Regions from separate parts of the Mus musculus genome. Here regions 1 and 3 are each linked to region 2. A link is a contact called in public HiChIP or PLAC-seq data. All regions are on one chromosome and are shown on one strand. Each heading gives the region's core, a stretch centred on a gene start, on an enhancer-like site or on the middle of the called end of the contact. The rest is flanking DNA. Distances are from core to core; before and after follow the strand shown.

Region 1 (2,700 bases), core at 85-2,584, 160 kb before region 2:
TGGTCTGTTGCTATGTATTGTAATGATACATACTGGCCTCCAAGATCTGGTCCCCCTACCACACACACACAGCCTTAGGGACAAGGAAATCCTCCTGTACATGATGCTATGTAACCTTGTCTCCCAAGCTATCCCTGATGGGTCAATAAAAATGCCTACAGCCTGTAGCTGGGCAGAAAGAGGTAGGCAGGGCTTGGGTTCTGGGGCTTGGGGTCTGAGTGAGAGACTAGAAGAGGAGAGGGGAAGGAAGAAGATTCTGTGGGGCAGGTGGATTGTGGGCACGAAGGTCAGCCTGATGGAGTAGGTGTGGCCCAGGCAGTGTTGGGGGCTGGCCAGCGGCTCACATGTCCAGGTTCGAGCCTGGAAGGCATCTTGGAATCTGGAAGAAAAGAGGGAGCCTAGGTGGGTTGAGAAACAATGGAACCAAGACATGCTAGTCTTCTCAAGGTTCAACTTTAATGTCGGGGAACACGCCTTATAAAGAAAAGGGGAGAAAAGTCCATTCCGCCAATTCATCCTTGGAGCCTGGAACCAGCTGCAGGTGATGATGTTCAGAATAGGGCGTAGTCTCTGGAATAGCTCAGCGGCTTCTCTGCGGGTATCTTGAAGCAGCAGCTGCAGTGGCAGAACAATAGAGTGATCTAGGGAGGAAGGCTCCACCCTAGATAATCTCTTTAGTGGCAGCAAGGTCAAGGTCTGGTTTAGCCTGCTTCAGGCTTATGGAAGGCTACAAGGCAGAACATGGCAACTGAAGTCTTAGGGTTACTAGAGAAGCAGACAAACTAGCAGAGGGTGGCCATCTGCCCAGCTCTAGTGCTTTAAGGCTTATTCTAGATATAAAGGTTTTGTGTCTTTTATTTAGGAACTCAGTGGGGTAGACACTCCTAAATAATACCACCATACAGTATCATAGTACTGAATCCTTGTTTGGAGGCCTGGGGCCAGGCTTTGGGGTTCTACTAGAGCAATGTGGGGTAACTTTCTAGATGCAGATCCCTTATCAAAATAAACAAGCAGAAGTTACCAATGCTAGGTAGGGTTTGTGGACACAGGAAACAAGAGGGATCAGGGATGTACACAACGGGACTTGACATTTAGGACAGATGTTAATCTTAACCAGCTATTTGGATCCAGTAGAAATATTTACCTTGTAGATTGTCACATGCAGAAGACCAGCAGGGGTTCAAAGGCATGGCTAGAAGGGTTGAGTTGTGTCCATAGCAGTCACTGGGACGGGGTGCCAAATGCTTTTGTGATCACCTCGGGAGGCCAGACAAAGGTGTGGCCAGGTCGCCATTTGCTTTTTCACCTCATTGGCTGAGGCAGGATTTTTGCTGTCATGTCACAGGACCCCTGACTGGGGACCGTGATTGGACAGAGAGCCCTGCTGTTCTCACTACGGCCATTGTTTTCTCTCAGAGCTGGACCGTGGCCCCTGCAGCCTGCCTTCCTGCCTCTCACTTTCTCCCTCATGGCTGTTTCCTTGACCTTTCGACTTAACCCTGCACTTACATGGATGTTTACCTCAGGTTGTGTCACACTTACCTCAGTGTGGTCTCGCCTTACTCACATGGTCTGGGGCCGGACACGCCCATTTCTGTGGGCTCAGCTGCCTATTTGTTGCTGATGTCTCTAAGATAAAACTGGCAACCTTGAACCCAGATCTTCCGGGCTCAGCTCCAAACACCCAGCGCCTTTGCTTCCTGTAACCCTTTCCAGAGTCTAACACAGAAATCCCAGCTATGGTCCCTGTCTTAGACACTAGAGACATACAATGGATCAGCACCTGTCCTGGGATGGATAGTTCTTGAGCTGGAGTTTGAACGCAGGCTGTCTAGCCAGATCCCACACTTGCAGCTGATCTTCTGTAACTGGCAATGAGCGATGGCTCAATCATAGACAGAGCATCATTTTGAAGGCTGCCTTCTGCCCTGTCTCCAGCACTGAATCCAATGCCCCGCCTTTGTCTCCTGAGTGACAGCACCTTTTCCTTCTGTCTTCTCTTTACCTAATTTTCCTGAGTTATCCATCAGGCTTGAGGGATCTCCATCCCGAGGGCCTGAGAAGGACTCTAATCTGATGCCTTGGCTGTGAGTCCTTAGACATTTGCATTTATTGTGTACATGGTTCTGTTCCAAGCATTTGAAGCTATATTAGCTTGCTTAGTTTTGCAGCAAGCTTCTGATGTATGCCTAATGCCTTTTATTTTATTAGCAGACACAGCACAGAGTCATAGATCCATCAGGAAAATTGATGCCACTACTAGTAGTTGAGAGAATGTGTGTGTGTGTGTGTATGTGTGTGTGTGTGTGTGATGTATTATGTGCTCATGCACATATGATTGTAGGTGCCCATGGAGGTCAGAAGAGGTTGTCAGATCCCCTGAAGCCAAAGTAACAGGCAGATGAAAGCCATCCAATGTAGGTGCTGAGAACTGAACTCTGAATCTCTGTGAGTGGTATGTGCTCTTAATTGCTGAGCCATCTCTCCAGCCCTAGTACCTGGCTTTTTAAAAATATGGGTTCTGTGGACTGAATTCAGATCCTTCAGACCGTCATCCTTGCAGGGCAAGGTCTCTACAGATGGAGTGATCCCTCCAGCCCCACCAAAGGAAAGCTAATAATCAGGGTCCAATTACACCAGTGTAAGGGGCAGAACAAGCAAAGAGTAAATAAATACAAATCAGCCCAGGGATGGGCG
Region 2 (2,700 bases), core at 121-2,620:
CAATGCCTGTCTGAGAACCCCCACTCACTTTCTCTATGTGGGAAAGACCCAACGTTAAGAGTTTGCCCATCCTTCCCGTATATGTCTCAGCGATTAAATACGGATCTAAGCTTGCGGGTAGGAGAGTGTAGATTTGTTTGGAACGCTATTTTTCTGACACCAGAGCTGGAACTCAGGGCAAATGTTCTTCTACTACTGTGCTGTATCTCCAGCCTGGTTTTGGGGTTTTTTGACATAAAATGTGCGCGTGTGCGCGTGTGCGTGTGTGTGTGTTGGCTTCTGAAAAGGTTTCTACACTCCTAAGAGACTTAGCTATGTGTAGTAGTGCTCACTTTTGATCCTAGTACTCAGGAGGCAGAGGCAGGTGGATGTCTGTGAGTTCGAGGGCAGTTTGGTCTTTAGAATGTGTTCCAGGACAGCCAGGGCTGGAGGAAGACCAAGTCTTAAAACAAACAAACAAAGACTCACTAGAAAAAGCAGCACTTTTAACTTGGGCATGATTCTTAGACCCCCCCCCCCCCCCCAGGACATGGTTACCGTGGTAAAGACAGCAGAGCAAAAGTTAGGAAAAGAGATAAGTTTTTGATAATAAGATTGAGCTATGGAATAAAAATGCCCACCTGAGTCCACCACAGCACAGATTTCTTGTTGTGTTAGATCATAAACTTATCTTCTTTTGAATAGTTTGGTGAATAAATTGGTGGGGTTTTTTTAAATCTCTTTTTTTCCCTTAAAGACTGATATTGGACTCTCCATAACCAGGTAAAGCCATTCTGGGTAATGGATCAATACCTCATACACAAGCATATGGATAAAAGAAAAAAAATTGGGACCTATTTTGTAATCAGTAAAACCACCCATGTCAAGACACACATTTTATTCTGGAAAATCAGTGAATTTCTTGCTAGGGAAAGTAGTAGACATCAAATGTGGGGCTTTAGCAAACAGCTGATCAAATATCAGCTGAGCTGTGATAGTTTTAGTCAAGACTCAGAATGGTTGAGGAAGATGTAATGATGAAGAAAGACAAGAAACTGGGCGAGGAGAGAACTGGTTGACAAGCACAGCCTCTGAAAGGTCCTGCGGCAAAACCTCAGAAAGAAATTCCAAGTTGTCATTTGTGACAACTTGGATGGACCTGGAGAGGGTTTTACTACATAAAGGAAGCAAGGCACACAAAGACAGAATATGCGGGAATTAGCACAATCTGCATATATGTGGTTAAGAGTTTAAGGAGAGACAACAGTTAAACATGCAGAATAAGGCTTGTTCTTTGTCTTTATGTGTTCTTTGCAGAGTAAGGTTTTGAGAACACTATTGCACCCATTGTAATGGTTTATCTTGGTTGTCAACGCAGTAGGATCTGGGATCAATTGAAAGTCACAATTCTGGGTGGGTGTGAGGCTATTTCCTGGAAGGATACAGTGAGAGAGGAGGCATGCACCACCCCGCCCCCACCCAGCGGGCAACACCTTCTGTGGCAGGACAGATAGAAAGGAGAAGGGGGAAAGGATATCGCTTTTGCTTGGTGGCCTCTCTCCTCACTGGGGCTTCTATCTACTCCATCAAAGCCCAGCTCATCCAGTCTTCCAACATGGACAGAATCCTCCAGGCTTTCATCACCACATAGAGGGTTGCTGGAACCTCAGCTTCTTTGACTCAACAGCTATCAGTTGTTAGCCTCTTGGATCTATGCATGGCTGTTGTCTTGCTACCCAGTTCCTACAGTGTAAGCTGATCTAGTAAATCTCTGTGGTATGCACTCATTCCATCCATTCCGTTCCTCTAGAGAGCTCTGACTAATACACCTATAATCCCAGCACTTGTGGAAACAGGAAGGCTGGAATTTCAAGGCCAGCCTCGGTTATGTACGCAGCAAGTTTGACAAGGTTGTGGCCAGCATGAGACCCTGTCTCAAAAATCAATTAGTAAGCAAGTGGATAAATAAACACATTGTTAGGTAAATGTAAAAGTCAGATATTTTTCACTAGAAAGAAAAAGTACATATTAGAGCTGAAAACCATGATAATTGACCAAATTATTCTACATCATATTCACAATCATTTGTATGTACTGTATAAAAACATAGAATTTATTATTAACATTATTATTATTACCACAATCTGCATACAGAGAGGTAACTGGTGACTACAAGAGGCCAAGAGTTGAACAGGAAGACAATGTATGCAGAATAAGGCTTGTTCTTTTTTTTTTTTTTTTTTTTTACATGTTCAATAAAGAGTAAGGCTGGGAGAACAGTGGTATGCCTATAATTGTTATAGGCCTATATATATTACCTATACTACATATATTATGTATATGTACTATATATACTATATATTATATATGTATACATTATGTATATGTACTATATTATTATGTACTATATATTATACGTATATATTATGTATATGTACTATATTATTATGTACTATATATTATATATATTATATACTATGTATATTATGTATATCTATTATATACTATGTATATTTACTCTCTATATACATACATACATACATACATATATTATAATATGATATTATGACAGATCCCAATAGGTAGTGGGCCACAAAATAAAGAGTATAAAGGAGCATAGTTTAATAACAATGTTAGAACACACCATAAATATGGACAGTGTGGCTAAAATCAGGTGCAAATCATGAAAGGGCAGGGTCAGTCAGTTGACAGAAGACCCAC
Region 3 (2,700 bases), core at 193-2,692, 240 kb before region 2:
TGGCCCCTGGAAACCTAGTTGTAAATAAAACTTTACTCTTCCAAGTTGAAACCAAATGGATCGAGCATGGCCTTTTTGAGATATTTATCTTCACTGTTTTTGGGAAACCCCTGTTCTGGATTTTTCAGAAATGCCTGTGTTTTAAGTAATTTCATCTCCTTAAACAAAAACATTTCTTAGTTAAAAAATATAATTTAAAAATTTAAATAAATATACAAGTCCAGAAAAATATGGCAGAAGGCTGACCACCCCTCAGATTCTTATTTTTCCATGTTGGCAATGTAGCAACTTTCATTTCTTTTCATTTTATAGTTTATTTATTTGTAGTTCAGAGGATTGAACCCAGGCCTCATGAATGTTAGGCAAGTTTCACCTTTAACCCTGGCATTACTTAAAGCGAACAATAATAAACTACTGTGAAACAGGCGCTTGCCTAAGTGTTTACAAACAAACCAACAACCAACCAAACAAAAAACTAAAAGCAACAAGAACCCTTGTTCTGTGTAAAACCATATTCAGGAAATAGTAGTGTTTTCTTCAGCTTACAGATGAGCTAATACACATTTAGAGAAACTAACTAAGTCACTTAAAGTCATAGAGCCAGCCAGTAGGGGAAACTGAGTTAGAGCATTTCATGCGGCGTTAGAGCAGGAAATCTAGTAGAAATATTGTGAGTGATAGCAGGAACTTCAAAAGGGAAAACGAAAGAGACTTTACTTTTAATGATTTTATTTAACCTGACAAGAGCAGAGCATTATCATTTGAACAGGTAGGTCGTCCACACCCAGGTTACACTTGAACTCCTCAAGTTCTTTCTGCTACACCTCCCAGCTGGAGACTAAGCTTTCAGGAAGGACTTCCGGAAGAGCTGGGTTCCTGGCCCCCTTTGGCAGAGTGCTTGCTTAGTGTACCTGAAGTCCTGGCTCCCATTCCTGATGTGACATAAAACAAATAGCTCACACTTGTAAGCCCAACACTTGGGAGGCTGAGGCAGGAGAATTGCTATGAGTGTGAGGTTAGCTTGGACCACAGCGTGAGTCCTTATCTGTAAAACAAACAAACAACAAAACTGACAATTGGTGTGGCTGCTCACACTTACAAATCCAGTATTTAGAAGGCAGATAAGGGGGATCAGAAATTCAAGGGCCCAGCTTGTATACATGAGATCTTGTCTCAAAACAAAACCTCCAAATTTCATTTATACTTATATTTTATAAAACTTATACTGAAAAGTCAATAATATGTATATTATATGTAGTATATATAAAATATATACACTCAAGTTATAAGATTTCTCCAGTGACTAAATATATCTTCAAATTAACGTTTAAATTATAATGTAATTTAAAAAGTCTTTCTTGATCACCAAAGCCATATTTCAAGTGCTCATTCAGTCATGAGTGAGCTGCCTAGAGCCTGAATTCAGCTTTCTGTGGCTGGCTGAATCTCAGGGGAGTAAGCTTATGCCACAGCCAGAGAGAGGAAGAAAATGTGTGGGTGAAGGGAAAGCCAGTGTCAGGCTTTCCTTTTGGCTGTCATGAAAGTTCCAGTGAGTTCTGGAGTGCTAGGTAGCCAGGGAGGGAAGCTAGGCATGTTTCTCTTCACTTTTCAGAATGTATCTTGTGAGTTTCCTAGCAATCCTGGCTCTTCAGAGGAGAGTGCCAGCTCTCAAAGTAGAACCGATTAGAGCCAAGTAGAAATGGCCACGAGCTTTTAAGAGACAGCTCATCTGTTGGGCACGCTGTGAGGCCACTGGCTATGTCCCTGTGATGGTTAGTCACTCAGTACAGGGTCCAAAGTCAAGGCCAGATCGTCTACAGCAAACACTAGAGTCTAAAAAGATCTTGGGTCAGATAAGGAGGCGCATGACTTAATTCCCAGGACTCTGGAGGCAGAGGCTGGTAGATGGCTGTGACTTCAAGTCTTTTCCTGTTCACAGAGTTTCAGGCCAGCCAGGGCTTCATAGGGAGGGCATGTCTCCAAAAAAGCCTTGGATTTATTCTTGCGGTTGTTCATGAGTGTTGTTAGGTTTGGCATATGTTCTGAGATGGCTCTGGTGCTAGCCTTTTGTTTTGTTTTTTGTTTTTGTTTTTCAAAACATGGCTTCTCTGTGTAGCTCTCACTGTCCTAGAACTCAGTCTATAGATCAGGCTAGCCTTGAACTCTGAGACCCACCTGCCTCTGCCTCCCAAGCTAAGATTAAAGGTATGAGCCACCACCATCCAGTGTGGTGCTGGCCTTTTAAATTCATGTTTATTGCACAGCAGTAAATCACTTAATGAGCCTCTTCAGATATAAAAATGTACTTTTTGTTATTTCTGCCAGGAATTAGAGAGTAGTTTCAGGTTTAGAAAATCATCTTATGGAGCTGAGGAGATGGCTCAGTGGCTAAGGACATGGACTGCTCTCCCCGAGGACTTGAGTTTGATTCCCAGCACCCACATGGCAGCTCAGAACAGGCTGTAACCCCAGCTTCAGAGGACCCCATGCCTTTTGTGGTAGCTGTGGGCACCAGCCATGCAAGTGGCATGCAGACATAAAATAGCCATTCAGATAAAATAAAATTTGATTAAAAATAAACTTCAGGGCTAGGGAAACAGCTAAGTAGTAAAGAACTTTATGAATGTGCCAAAGTCCTGTGTTCTATCTTCAGCAACACACACACACACACACACACACACACACTCAACTTATGAAAGA

The links. HiChIP or PLAC-seq counts read pairs in DNA pulled down with a chosen protein or histone mark.
Region 1: a contact with region 2 is called in an H3K27ac HiChIP or PLAC-seq map of embryonic stem cells, with 16 read pairs. The contact joins two enhancer-like sites. A contact is called at or near these places in 1 of 39 promoter capture datasets (hippocampal neurons), 1 of 15 datasets of contacts at CTCF or cohesin (the NIH/3T3 cell line), 11 of 484 Hi-C or Micro-C datasets (cerebral cortex, embryonic fibroblasts, embryonic stem cells and 1 more) and 12 of 115 datasets of contacts at active chromatin or transcription factors (embryonic fibroblasts, embryonic stem cells, kidney and 1 more).
Region 3: a contact with region 2 is called in an H3K27ac HiChIP or PLAC-seq map of embryonic stem cells, with 6 read pairs. The contact joins two enhancer-like sites. A contact is called at or near these places in 1 of 39 promoter capture datasets (the 3T3-L1 cell line), 1 of 15 datasets of contacts at CTCF or cohesin (the NIH/3T3 cell line), 3 of 484 Hi-C or Micro-C datasets (the C2C12 cell line, bone marrow-derived macrophages and nephron progenitors), 9 of 115 datasets of contacts at active chromatin or transcription factors (bone marrow-derived macrophages, embryonic stem cells and pancreatic cancer cells) and 1 of 9 other capture datasets (embryonic stem cells).

Annotation. Positions count from the first base shown.
Region 1 is chr10:95,719,042-95,721,741 of GRCm38.p6, forward strand. No RefSeq gene overlaps it. Among named protein-coding and RNA genes, the nearest start is that of Gm47708, 9.9 kb to the right of the region's middle. Within about 2 kb of position 1,335, at least 20 of the 459 cell types and tissues checked have an H3K27ac peak or open chromatin away from gene starts, as enhancers often do. A contact at or near this core is called in embryonic stem cells, where this site is marked.
Region 2 is chr10:95,882,556-95,885,255 of GRCm38.p6, forward strand. The region is part of intron 3 of Gm33377 (a long non-coding RNA gene); the gene reads left to right. Among named protein-coding and RNA genes, the nearest start is that of Gm24433, 15 kb to the right of the region's middle. Within about 2 kb of position 1,371, at least 35 of the 459 cell types and tissues checked have an H3K27ac peak or open chromatin away from gene starts, as enhancers often do. A contact at or near this core is called in the C2C12 cell line, the NIH/3T3 cell line, embryonic stem cells and 1 more, where this site is marked.
Region 3 is chr10:95,642,424-95,645,123 of GRCm38.p6, forward strand. No RefSeq gene overlaps it. Among named protein-coding and RNA genes, the nearest start is that of Gm33336, 12 kb to the left of the region's middle. Within about 2 kb of position 1,443, at least 105 of the 459 cell types and tissues checked have an H3K27ac peak or open chromatin away from gene starts, as enhancers often do. A contact at or near this core is called in the C2C12 cell line, the NIH/3T3 cell line, embryonic stem cells and 1 more, where this site is marked.